3 separate regions of the Mus musculus genome follow, and all the other regions are linked to region 3. The links are chromatin contacts, called in public promoter capture Hi-C maps. All regions are on one chromosome and are shown on one strand. The core of a region is the stretch at or near the end of the contact, and the rest is flanking DNA. Distances in the headings are between cores, read along the strand shown.

The links. Promoter capture Hi-C pulls out the DNA fragments that hold promoters and counts their contacts.
Region 1: a contact with region 3 is called in a promoter capture Hi-C map of hippocampal neurons, with 52 times the contacts expected there. The contact joins the enhancer-like site here to the promoter of Epha7 in region 3. A contact is called at or near these places in 12 of 39 promoter capture datasets (the 3T3-L1 cell line, the HPC-7 cell line, HPC-7-derived erythroid cells and 8 more), 35 of 484 Hi-C or Micro-C datasets (the AML12 cell line, brain, cardiomyocytes and 19 more) and 9 of 115 datasets of contacts at active chromatin or transcription factors (SST interneurons, astrocytes, embryonic forebrain and 6 more).
Region 2: a promoter capture Hi-C map of hippocampal neurons shows a contact between it and region 3, with 3 times the contacts expected there. The contact joins the enhancer-like site here to the promoter of Epha7 in region 3. A contact is called at or near these places in 2 of 39 promoter capture datasets (cranial neural crest and hippocampal neurons), 3 of 484 Hi-C or Micro-C datasets (cerebellar granule neurons and cerebellum) and 1 of 115 datasets of contacts at active chromatin or transcription factors (astrocytes).

The regions. Positions count from the first base shown.
Region 1 is chr4:26,928,035-26,931,685 of GRCm38.p6, reverse strand. No RefSeq gene overlaps it. Among named protein-coding and RNA genes, the nearest start is that of Gm42264, 100 kb to the right of the region's middle. Within about 2 kb of position 1,400, at least 5 of the 459 cell types and tissues checked have an H3K27ac peak or open chromatin away from gene starts, as enhancers often do. A contact at or near this core is called in hippocampal neurons, where this site is marked.
Region 2 is chr4:27,424,128-27,427,712 of GRCm38.p6, reverse strand. No RefSeq gene overlaps it. Among named protein-coding and RNA genes, the nearest start is that of Gm25173, 270 kb to the left of the region's middle. Within about 2 kb of position 1,617, at least 19 of the 459 cell types and tissues checked have an H3K27ac peak or open chromatin away from gene starts, as enhancers often do. A contact at or near this core is called in cerebellar granule neurons, cerebellum and hippocampal neurons, where this site is marked.
Region 3 is chr4:28,811,251-28,815,331 of GRCm38.p6, reverse strand. Epha7 (Eph receptor A7) reads right to left here and starts at 2,201. Exons shown (of 17, transcript NM_010141.4): 1 at 1,852-2,201. The coding sequence starts at 1,948.

The DNA of each region.
Region 1 (3,651 bases), core at 151-2,650, 1.9 Mb after region 3:
CAACTTTTCTTGCTCATAATTTGACAGACGTATTATTACAAGCTAATAGCATAAGAGACATATTTAACATTTACTTAGTTATTTAAATTTGCAAAATTGCCATAAAACATATTATTAAATTTTTGCCATTTAAAAATGATAATATTTAACTTGAAAAAAATATTAAAACTGGAGTAAAATTTACATCTGTGAAGATATAATTGAATAGTAGTGGTCTTCTGAGTTTGAAATCAGGAAAATGTGGTTACAATATCCAATATAGAAAATCTAGTCTGAGATTAATTTTTGAAAACCTTCTGAAGCATATTATTAAGAGAAACCAGAGAATACATCTATAATTGAACTATAAGTAACAATTAGAAATGAATAAAGCATACTATCATAAAACTCAAATCTGATTCGAAGATGAGTGCTGTACAGGGAAAATCAGACAGGTTTCAGGAATTGAGAAGAGTCGTAAGGGTTGAGATTTCAACAGACAATATAGCCTTTGCCTTATATTGATGACTGCACTGCCTGTGTTGCTACGGGTGGTAAGAGCAATAATGAAATGAGCAAGATTCATTTTAACATTTAAAATTAAGATTACAGTTTTTTTCTTGAGGAAAAACTTTACTGCCATTTAAGATGAACATTTTGTGCATCATCCATCTTTGCCTCACTAGAAAGTAATCTGAGTTTTGGATATGGTTACTAAGGTGAAAGAATTATGCAGCTTCGTCATTTTACGTTTACTTCCTCTAACTTTTTTTTTTTTATTTTACCTTTGTTCTTGATTTAGATACAGGTTAACAATGACAACAACAAAATCATTAACATCTTGAAATGTTGTAATTAGAACCAATTATAACTTCATTGACCGGTCGAGGCTCACTGGCACAGCTCACCCAGTTAAAAACATTCATTTTGTTTTATACTTATCTTTGATTGGAGGTGCTTATTATTCAGCACATGTGCATGAACTATTCAATTAACCATCTTTCTTAAGACAGCGGGAGCTTAGTCGATTCCTCTCTTTCAGGTCTAGTTTATGTAATTATTTTTAGAACACAGCTGTACTTCAAAACGAAGAATTTAATTTGTCAAACTACTAGTTTCTTAACTATGATCTAAAGTGGGTTCTGTGTCAGTAAAGACATTAAAAAATGTATATTTTTGCGTCCTTTGCTCACCGTGAAATCATATAGATGACAATCCTGGCCCTGGAGAGGAAAGTGTTTTCAGATCAGTTCAGTTCTTGACATAAACAACTCAATCTCAATGTAACTTCCAATAGTTAACAAAGGATCCTCTTTGAGCTTTGGTTAGAAATGTGATACAGTAACCTAGAATTACCTTACATCAAAGTCTAGGGACTTCCAGTGGCAAACTGTTCATTGCTTGGAAGGTTGTCTACTCCCATCTAGTGGTTATATTATTACACATTCTTTCAAAAAGCGAACCCTGTGAATGGTTTGTCTGTATGAAGGCAAATACAACTGCTGTTTTATTGCCAGAATTAAATAATTAATGCAGTTAACAACATCTGCATAGATTAAGTAATTCAGGCTCATGGGTTTTGTTGATAGCAGTAATTTTAGAAAGTAGCATAAAATGGTTTTAGTCTGATTTATGGAGCGTAGCCCATGCTGCCAGAGCCACATGGAGCTCATTGACGGAAAAACTCCCAGGATCACTCCAGAGAATTGCCACAGTTCTACAGTCAACAATTTCTTATGAATATTTTATAAAAATGTCTATGTATAAAGCGGAAAAAGTTCAAGCGACGAAGTTCTGTGTGTACAGTCATAAAATAGATGACTGATCTTAGGAAATACTCACAGAAAATTACGATTATCAGTATTCAATATAAGATGCACTTAACACTTATATAATATGATCTGTTTTTTTTTCTTTCATCAAAATGAAGACTAGAAAACATTTGTTATACTGGTGATATCTGCTCTACAAAAACTAAAATAGAATATGAACCGAAGAATAATATTGCACTCTTCATTTTAATCAATGTAAGATTAAACAAGAGTGCTTGTGCTCAGGGGTGTGTGTGTGTGAGTGTGTGTGTGTGTGTGTGTGTGTGTGTGTGAGAAAGAGAGAGAGAGAGAGAGAGAGAGCTCATGCTAACACAGCAAAATATTTTGTAGATGTAGTATATTCTAACATATTGGGTTCAGTAGCTTTCAGCTCCCTGAAATTTTAAGACACCCAAAGACAAAAAAAAAAAAAAAAAGAAAGAAAGAAACAATGCTGGCACGTAAACGTGGCTTAGGGGATTTTCTGGAATGGGGAAATACTCCATTTTCAATTGAACAGACCGGATAAATTTCTACAGGGTTTCTGAAGTTTCTATTCAGTAGCTACACTCTCCATGATCAATGCGCATACAGAGGCAATGACTGTGTATACTGTGGCCTCACTAATGCAGAACAGATCTTGTCCTATTAAACATATTAAACGACTTTATACAAATGCATGTTTGATCTTTGCAAAAAAAGTATCATGGAGGGAGACAAAGCAAAACCAAAAATAATAAATGAATAAATAAATAAATAAATAAATAAATAAATAGAGATAGTGCATGATAAGAAAGCTCAATGATCAGGAGTTGGTTCAGCAATTTAAAGGTTTTATTCTGAGGTTTCACAAAGTAAAGATGCTTATGTAAAGGGCTAGAAAGTCATGGCTCAAGAAATGAACATGCTAAAATCAGAGAAAATTGGGTGTGTTTAAAGAATAGCTAGGTTATTACTCTCCCAGAAACAGTCAGACCTTGGAGAAAATGGCAAGACGGTGGGTAGCACACATAAAGCTTGTTCAGCGAAGCCAAATTAAGGTAGAGACCGGACAAATCCAGTGTTTCCAGAAACACAGACCTGGAAAAAAAGTGTACATATCTTTGAAAAATAAAAAAGAAAGAATGTTTGAAAAGTGCTTACTTACTTAAAATCTGTGAGAATTTCAAGCCAATAGTGAATTGATCAGTATTAGCAGAAAAAATGTGTAAAATTTTAATCAATATTAGCAACTAATGAATGTAAGAGTCTACACTGGACATATGAATATTTACATAAAATTTACAAAGAAAAGCAATTCATAAAGAATGCACATGTTAAGAAATAAATATTAGGTGCAATGTGCAAAGATTTTTAAGTTTTGAAAATACCTCATAAATTGTGAAGCAAATATTTAAAAAAGTTTTAAGTTTTCAGGTTCTGTAGGCTGCCTAAATAGTTGATTTATATATTTTTTTCTTTAACATAAAGTGTATTGTTTAGCTTTTATTATAGCTGTCAATCAGCAAACCTGAAATGAAGGTCAGAAATTGAGATAATCAAAAGCTCATTGAGAATAATTAGGTTTCAAGACAATGAAATTTTCTTAAATATTTGTATCACTAATAGCAATAACACCTAGCAGTGCAGCTAAAATGAACATGTAATACACTTGTCAAATGTGAACAAATATATTCATTGCTCTTGCTGTTTTAGAATGCCCTGCTGGTTAATGTAGTGTTTTTGGTGCCTTGTGAATTCCGGCTACATAGAGAAATCTGAATAACATATTGATGGCCAATAAATGATAAAATGATATAGATAAAATATTTTAGTTTTAGATAAAATAGATATATATCTGTGAGCTACACAGAACAATAAA
Region 2 (3,585 bases), core at 368-2,867, 1.4 Mb after region 3:
AATAAATTAATATAAGTACTAGAATTCCCTAAAGCTAAGAGGATCATGTGTTTAGTACATAGAAGGTCCGTAACTTAGTTCTTGGAGTATTTAATTGCAGATGAAGTCAAGGTCTAATACCAATGAGCCTGAAGGGCCTAGTGGGAATAGAAAAAGGGACTCCACGTAGTTATTTTTATAATGGGAGAACAGCCCTAAAAAAAAAAAAATACACAATTCAGGTATTACCAGCTGATGCATAAAATCAGAAAGTCTGGATTTTAGTACAAATTATATCATGGAAAATTTCCAGGAAAATATATATCCAGGAAAATATATATCAGAAAAAAACTAATCTAAACTGTGGCAAATGTTAAAGTACAAACAATAAAGTTTAAGCATTAAAAGTATATTTTATAAGATCTCAAAAAGAAAACAAAACTACTGTGGGATTAGAATGTATGGGATCGAGCAAACATATATTAGAAAAAAAATTAGACACTAGGAGAAAATATTCATACATCTACTATCTCTTTAGTATACAAAGATAATCTGAATGAAAATAAGATCAGCTCACAGTGGAATAATTTTGGATATTTCAGTATACCTGCATTTAATTCCTCAAGGAAGGTCAAAAATATGTGAGAAAATGATATCTGAATATTCTCATATGTGAATTCCAAAGACACAATATTTTTGTGAGCACACAAAGAATGAGTAATAGAAAAAGGAAGGATTTACAGAAAGGATCAAACTGAGTGAGTAGGAAGAATCTCAACCCCTCAAAAAGCTAGCATTTCAGTCAATATGAAGGTGAACTGCACATGAATCAGCTTAAAATTTCATAAAGAAAGAAAGTATAGGAAAAAATAAGAAGAAAATATCCACAGGCTGAGATTTCACAAGTGTTCTTGCATTGAAACAAAAATTAAACTGAAAGTGAACAAGTTAAAGTATAAAATGTGTTTTATATATATTGTATAAAATGTGTTAAGAATATTGTGTAAATAGGATTAAGCTCATTTATTAAATGAGCCCTTAATAAAGCATTGTAAAAGAAAACAAATGAGCACATTCATACCTAATAAAAAACCTGTCATAACTCCTAGTAGGGTAAACAGTTCCAGTGCCAGGAGGACTGGGAGGCGTGGGCAATGTAGTAAGTTTCCCAACTTTTGTGACAAGGCAGCTCACTGCTGTTCCCTTATAGATAATGTATAGGCAGAGGGAAAATACATAATGCTTCTTGGACCCTTCAATGCAATGGGCAAACCATCACCCTCAGCTCTGGGAGGTGCCCTCATAACAATGCCCGGAGAGAGACGTAAAATAGATATTTTAAAGACTGGCATAGCGGGTAAGTGAAACAGCAGGAAATGGAAAATCTCCTAAGACAGTCTTACAAGCACTTCATACCGGACTCTCCAGAGCCTTCAACTGATCCATATTTCTGTCCTAAAATGCTGAGACTGTAATGCGTTCAGATCAGCAGGGAGGTGGTTACAACAGTCCAATTTCAGTTTCATCCTATCCCCTTTAATTCTTCACCTCACTTAGTCTGACGATCCTCAGCTACAGAGCTGGAAGGAGCTGCGTTTTGAGGGCCCTCCTGTCTGCTGCGATGGAGCCCATGCATCCAAAACACCATCTGCCCTGGGCAGCTTTCCAAGCCTTGGCAGACCAGCTTACAACCAAACTTGGCATTATAGTTAGTTACCCTTGCTGCTTCTACGTCAGTAATAAATCCGCTTCATGTGACGTCTTACAGTTGATTCTCTGTTTCATCAGACTCAGAGAAACAGGAAAATGTATTGGTGAAGCTACTGGACAGAAGTGAGCTCATCTGTGAGCATTGGCTCCAACAGCCTCTCTTCCTCAACCTGAATCTCTGAGGAATAAGTATCTCTTATTCTACCAGAAGGGAAAAAAAAAAAAAAACAGCATTCATTCCAGTCCTGGAGATGTCTCCATTAAGAGGCCTTATTTCTTACGGGAGGAGGGTAGACTGAGGCATACCCCTGCTGAGTGTTGTTCTCCTCTGATGTAGGAGTGAGTTTGGGGAGACTGCAACCAGAGATTGGGCTTGCCAATTTCATTTCCTCTTGTTAAGTTTAAATTCGCATTATTTTAGTGTTTCTGTATTTGTTTTATGTTGTTGTTGTTGCTGCTGCTGAACTCTTGGAATCTACTTAGTGATGACAATATGTACACAGATGTTGGGTCATCCACTGGGAAATGGGCAACTTATCAATCGTCACTCAAAATGTAAAGTTGCCATACTTTACCTAGAAGCCTTCAACTCTATACCGCCTTTCAAGCGCTGGCCATCTCAAGTCTCTGTCTCCGTCTCCATCTCCGTGTCTCCACCTCCGCGTCTCCTTCTCTGTGTCTCCTTCTCCGTGTCTCCGTGTCTCCGTGTCTCCGTGTCTCCGTGTCTCCGTGTCTCCGTGCCTCCGTGCCTCCGTGTCTCCCCGCTCCCCCTCCCCTCGCCCTTCCCCTCTCCCTCTCCCTCTCCCTCTCTTCACTCTCATCTACCAGTGATTTTTAACTGGCTTAATCTTGTGCAGGTCTTGTTTGGCCAACACAGCTGCTATGAGTTGATTATGCAGTCATGCTATTTGCAGGTGAAAGCACATTTATATTTTCAGGCTCTTGAATTCTTTCTTCCCTCATTTCGATGTTTCTTCCTTGAGGCAGAACTGACAGGTTGATAAAAAAGCAGTCTAGAGTTGAGCACTCTCGGAAATGTGAACTCCTTTGAATCTATGATTCAACACTACCCACACCAGGACACAACACTACAGAGAAAAACTATCTATTAACATTGAATGACAAATGAAAAAGTTCATGAAATATATACATATACATGCACATACATATATGTGTGTGTATATACATACATATATGTATATATATATATATATATGGTGCATGTGTGTGTGTGTGTGCCACTAAATACATGAATAAACCCCATTCAGTCAGTATAATGTTGCTTTTATGTGTTATCAGGCTGAACATTTGGTATTGGATAACTAGTTGTTGAAAAACCTAAAACAATTAGATAGGACAAATAAAACCCCTTCTATATAGAAGAGCAGAAACCAAAATTTCACTGCGTTTCACAATAGAAATAATTTGCCCTGCCACAGTGCAGCAGCTTCAAAAGTGAAGTTCCTAAAATTAAAATTTCATATCTTACAACACCATCCTTCAAAAGAGAAGACAAAGACTTCTGCAGGAAAGTTATGAATGAGAAAAAAAAATATTAGTTCTATGCCTCTGCAACAATGGCAACGTTGCCATAGAGGAAATTTGAAAAATTCATAGAGAAAAACTATAGTTTATAATTCTATTTTTTCTTTTATCTATCACTCACTATGTAAAAGAAATATTATTAAGCCCTAGATCATTATAAGATGAAATAAACAGTACCTTCAACACAATATGGTGATTACGCGCACACACACACACACACACACACACACGGATAAATTTTTTAAAAACTCAAAAATATTGAAAACATATAATTTGGATGTGAAAGATATTACAGTATCAAACTATCTATGAAAATCATATACAGCAGGAGAGTGTGTTGCGGGAAATATT
Region 3 (4,081 bases), core at 952-3,451:
TCCTGCCGCGCTAGGGAACCGGGAAAGGGGACCCGGGAGGTTGGTCGCCACCCCAGCTGCCCTAGAGGCCGCGCACCTGCTCGCGGCGCTGCTGGCCAAGCTCCTTGGGTGCCGTGATGCCCCGGGCCACCTCCGGGTAGCAGCGCTCAGGGAACGCCACCGCCTGATTGCGCGCCGGAGCGCCCCGAGCGTCGCCACCGAGAAGTCGGGCGCGTTCCCTACCACCTGCCTCTTAAACATCTTGTCTGCATCTAAAGAACTCAGGCTCCGAGAATCAGAACCCTCTCCACGTAGCACCGGAGGAGGAGAGCAAGAGAGGCCTGCTGGCTGCAGGCACCTCTCCCCCTAGTGATGCAGTTATTTATAGCTCAAACTCCTGCTGGAGTCTGCCAGAGCTCGCGCGCGCCGCTTCGCCGTGCGGGGCAAACTTTTCCTTAGATCCCGCTATTCCGGAGGAATCGGGACAAGGTGGCAGGGTGTCGGTTTCTGGTCACCAAAGTCAAGAGGCTTGAAATGTATGTTTGATGTGTGTGTGTGTGTGTGTGTGTGTGTGTGTGTGTGTGTGTGTATGTGTGTGTGTAGCAGATGCTGGTCCACCTGCAGACATAACCATCAGCTCAGAGGCACGTTTTTCTCTCAATGGATTCAGCGTCAACACAGACTGCAGATGTGCAAAGTGGGGCCAGAAGGTCAGGCTGTTCCAAAGTAGGGTACTGTACCGGGTTGGGGATGTTGAGTTAACGAAGAAGGGTGGACGAAGAGAATAAAGAAAAGCCGCGTGAAATCTTAAGTTTTAGGAATAAAAGAATCGAGGACCAGTATGCCCCCTCCCTTTAGTACTGCTATGACCTAAATCTAACAGATCTCTCGCCCTCCACACCCCCGAACAGGCTTCTAAAGTATCCAAGAAATCAACCTTAGAAACGCAAGCTTGTCAGATGAGGTACCGGTATTGTGACACTGCTTAGCAGCAAGACACTTCCTTTGACAGGATTTATTTTTCCCCAGCTCCAACTACAGGCACCAAAAGGTATTTTACCTTTTGCCAATGGTTCAAAGGAGACGCAGGGAAAAATACCCACGTACAGGCGTATCCTGTGGTCAAAAGAAGCCTCCCCTCGCGTACCAGAACTCGTCCCCAGAGGCCAGGACTGGCTACTTGGACTCCCGGAGTACCGGACCTGGGCCAAGTGACGGGAGACTTCTCACTCGGTGGCCTCTCCGTGCAAACTGCCGGCTGCGGCCAGTCCTCCCGGCGGCGGGTCGAGCCCGAGCCCCGCGCGCTGCCTCCCCTCGCGGCCGCATTGTTTCGAGCGGCAGCCGAGCGCCCACCGCAGGCCCGCGCCGCTGCCGCCGCCGCCGCCGCCGCCGCCGCAGTGAGCGAGTCGGCGGGAGCCCGAGCGCTCGCAGCCACGGAAGTCTCGGCTCCTCCGGGGAGGCTGGGGGCGACGCGGAGCTCCACTCCCCAGGTTTCGAACCAACTCTCACTGTGGCGTCCACGGCAGGCCGACCGCAAGAGAAGGAGCAAACGCGGCGGTTGGAGCTGAAGACCCGAGATGCCGGATGCAAAGGAGCTCGCTCGCCCTTCAGCCTCGCCACCATGGCCCCCCGAGCTGCCCGGCTGCAGAGCGCGCGCCAGTCCCCGGCCACCCCTTGGAGCTCCGGGGCCCCGACTAGTCCCGGCCGGTCGCCTCTGGTCGATTGGAACTGAGGGCGGGGAGGGGGCGGGGGGTCGAGGGAGGGTCGCCCGGCGCCGGAGGCGCGGCGGCCAGCGCCGCGGACCCGTCGGCTCGTGCAGGTAGACAGCGAAATAAATAAGTCAGAACAAACTTTGCTTTCCTCTGGCCTTACCTTCCTTCGCAGCCTGCGCCTCCCCCGTGTGTGCAAAGCCAAGCAGCCAGATGTAACACAAAATAATCCACGAAGGGAACCGAGTTTGAACAACCATGGTGCATGAGCAGGTTTGATTTTTTTAGGCTGCAGTTGGGTCGCAGCTCTTTAGATGCTGTTTGCTCCGAAGTGGGTTATTATTGTTGTTATTATTGCGCTCCTCGCATCGATCCCCTTCTGGGTCCCAGGCCGTCTGCTCCACGCTTAGCTGTTTGATTTCTCTCTCCCCCCTCCGGTTCGTTCGCACCGTGTTTGCTGCCTGCAAGTCTCCGACTGCAGACCGGCCGCTTGCTCCACACTCCAATAATATCAATTAGGGGGGAGGAGGCGGGGCTACGAACCCAGAGCCTCCGCCACTCCGACTGAGTGGCAGCCGCAGCCCGCCTGCTAGGCGGCGATTCCCACGGCCGGGGGGCGGGTCCCTACGAAGTGGCCGCCTCTACCTTGGAGGCGGGGTCCTGAGCAGGAGCCAATCAACGCCGAGCGGAGTCGGGTTGCGAGTCCAGGATTCCCTCCCAGATCGGTTGCCGGGAAAGCGGGGACGAGCCGCGTTAGGCCAGCGGCGTGCAGTCGGGAGCACTTGGCTTTTAGCTACTGCAGCTTCACTGAGCTGAATAAACCCGAGAATAACTCTCCCGTCTTACACTCCTGTATATAGCAGTGCTGCTCAACGTCTTCTAGACGGCATAGGCGAAACAAGCCTTCCCTCAACTACCAATCACCGACCCCGACCCGGACAGTGAAACTGAGCTATGCTTTTAGAACGCCTTTTACTTTTTTGTTAGCAGCCTCAGCAGGTCGGATAACTTTGGTTTTCTGCCTTTTTTCTTTCTTTCTTTTCTTTTCCTCTCTTTTGTTTTCAAAAGTTTGAACTTCTGTTCTGTAACTCGAGAGGCATGTTTAACTACTACTCCCCTATCTCTGGAAAAATAAAATTAATCAAAAGTGCCCCCCGCCCCCCAAAAGAAAACCTTTCAATGTTTGCCTGAGTTCACAACAACCTATGACAAAAGAAACAGGGAAAGTGGGGCTGGAGAAAGGAAGTCTTTTGTTTTATGCTCGCCTCTTCTCTCCTTCTATCTTCAGTTTCTTCTCAGGCAAAATAGGACCTTAGAAAACGTTTCTTGTCGTTTTTACTTACATGCTTCTCATTTTCTGGGGTCTTTCATAGGTTGCTCTACTTGAATTGTTTCCCATTTCGCTGTGTAAATAACATTCAGTTCTAAAGAAAGCCGCCAGGTACTAAATTCACATAGCCATTCCTTCTACTTGGGCAAACATTTACTATTTTCTGTAGTTAGTCCATAATTATTCTGTAATTATCTTTCTAAAAAAAGCTAAGACTAAAAATGTAACCAACATTTCCACTTGAATTCACCCAATCCTAGCTACAAGAAAAAAGTGTGTGGAGAAATCTGTTTTCCATTAGGCAGTTTTGCACACTTTGCAAGCAAGAGGTGGTTGACATTGTAAAATGAAAATCTTAAAAATGTAATGGCCAAATCATCTATGTCAAGGGTCACACTGAGTAGATAAGTACGTCATATTTTAAGATGGATTTTCCTTTTATTGTTCTATATTTTTAAAGAAAAGGAAAGAAAAATAAACACTCATTGATGATCAGCCTTTATTTCTGATGGACAAAAAGTTCAACCTCGGACTTCCTGGTTGACCTCTGGAAATGTGTGCTGGTTTCTCTCTGATATGTACAGGAGGGATAGTGTAGATAAAAAGAGATTACAGCCCCCAGATTCTTTTCTATTTTTACGGTTTTCTTCTGTTGTTTAACTTGCCTAATATAATTATACCAAAGAAAGAAATGAAGTTTTCCTTCTTTTCCAATCACGTCGCTTCTGTAGTTTATGTATTAAATTTTACGTATTGCTAGACATTAGGTCTATTGAATATTTTAGAAATTATGCTTAAAAGTCTCTTAAGTGCCCTTTAAAGATGCATAAGAAATGGAAAAGGCTTCATAGATTAATCTTGGAAGGAGACAAAACAATATAGGCAAAGCACACTGGTTACAGAGAACACGAAGCCTTATTAACCCAAACAGATGCAATCAGGGTAAAAGTTGGAAGCTCAAAGTCAGAATTAAAAATATAAATCACTCTTTAAGCTTTAAAAACTCACAAAATCACAAGATGATATGTATTAAACAATTTCTAATCGTCAAAATAAATTTTCC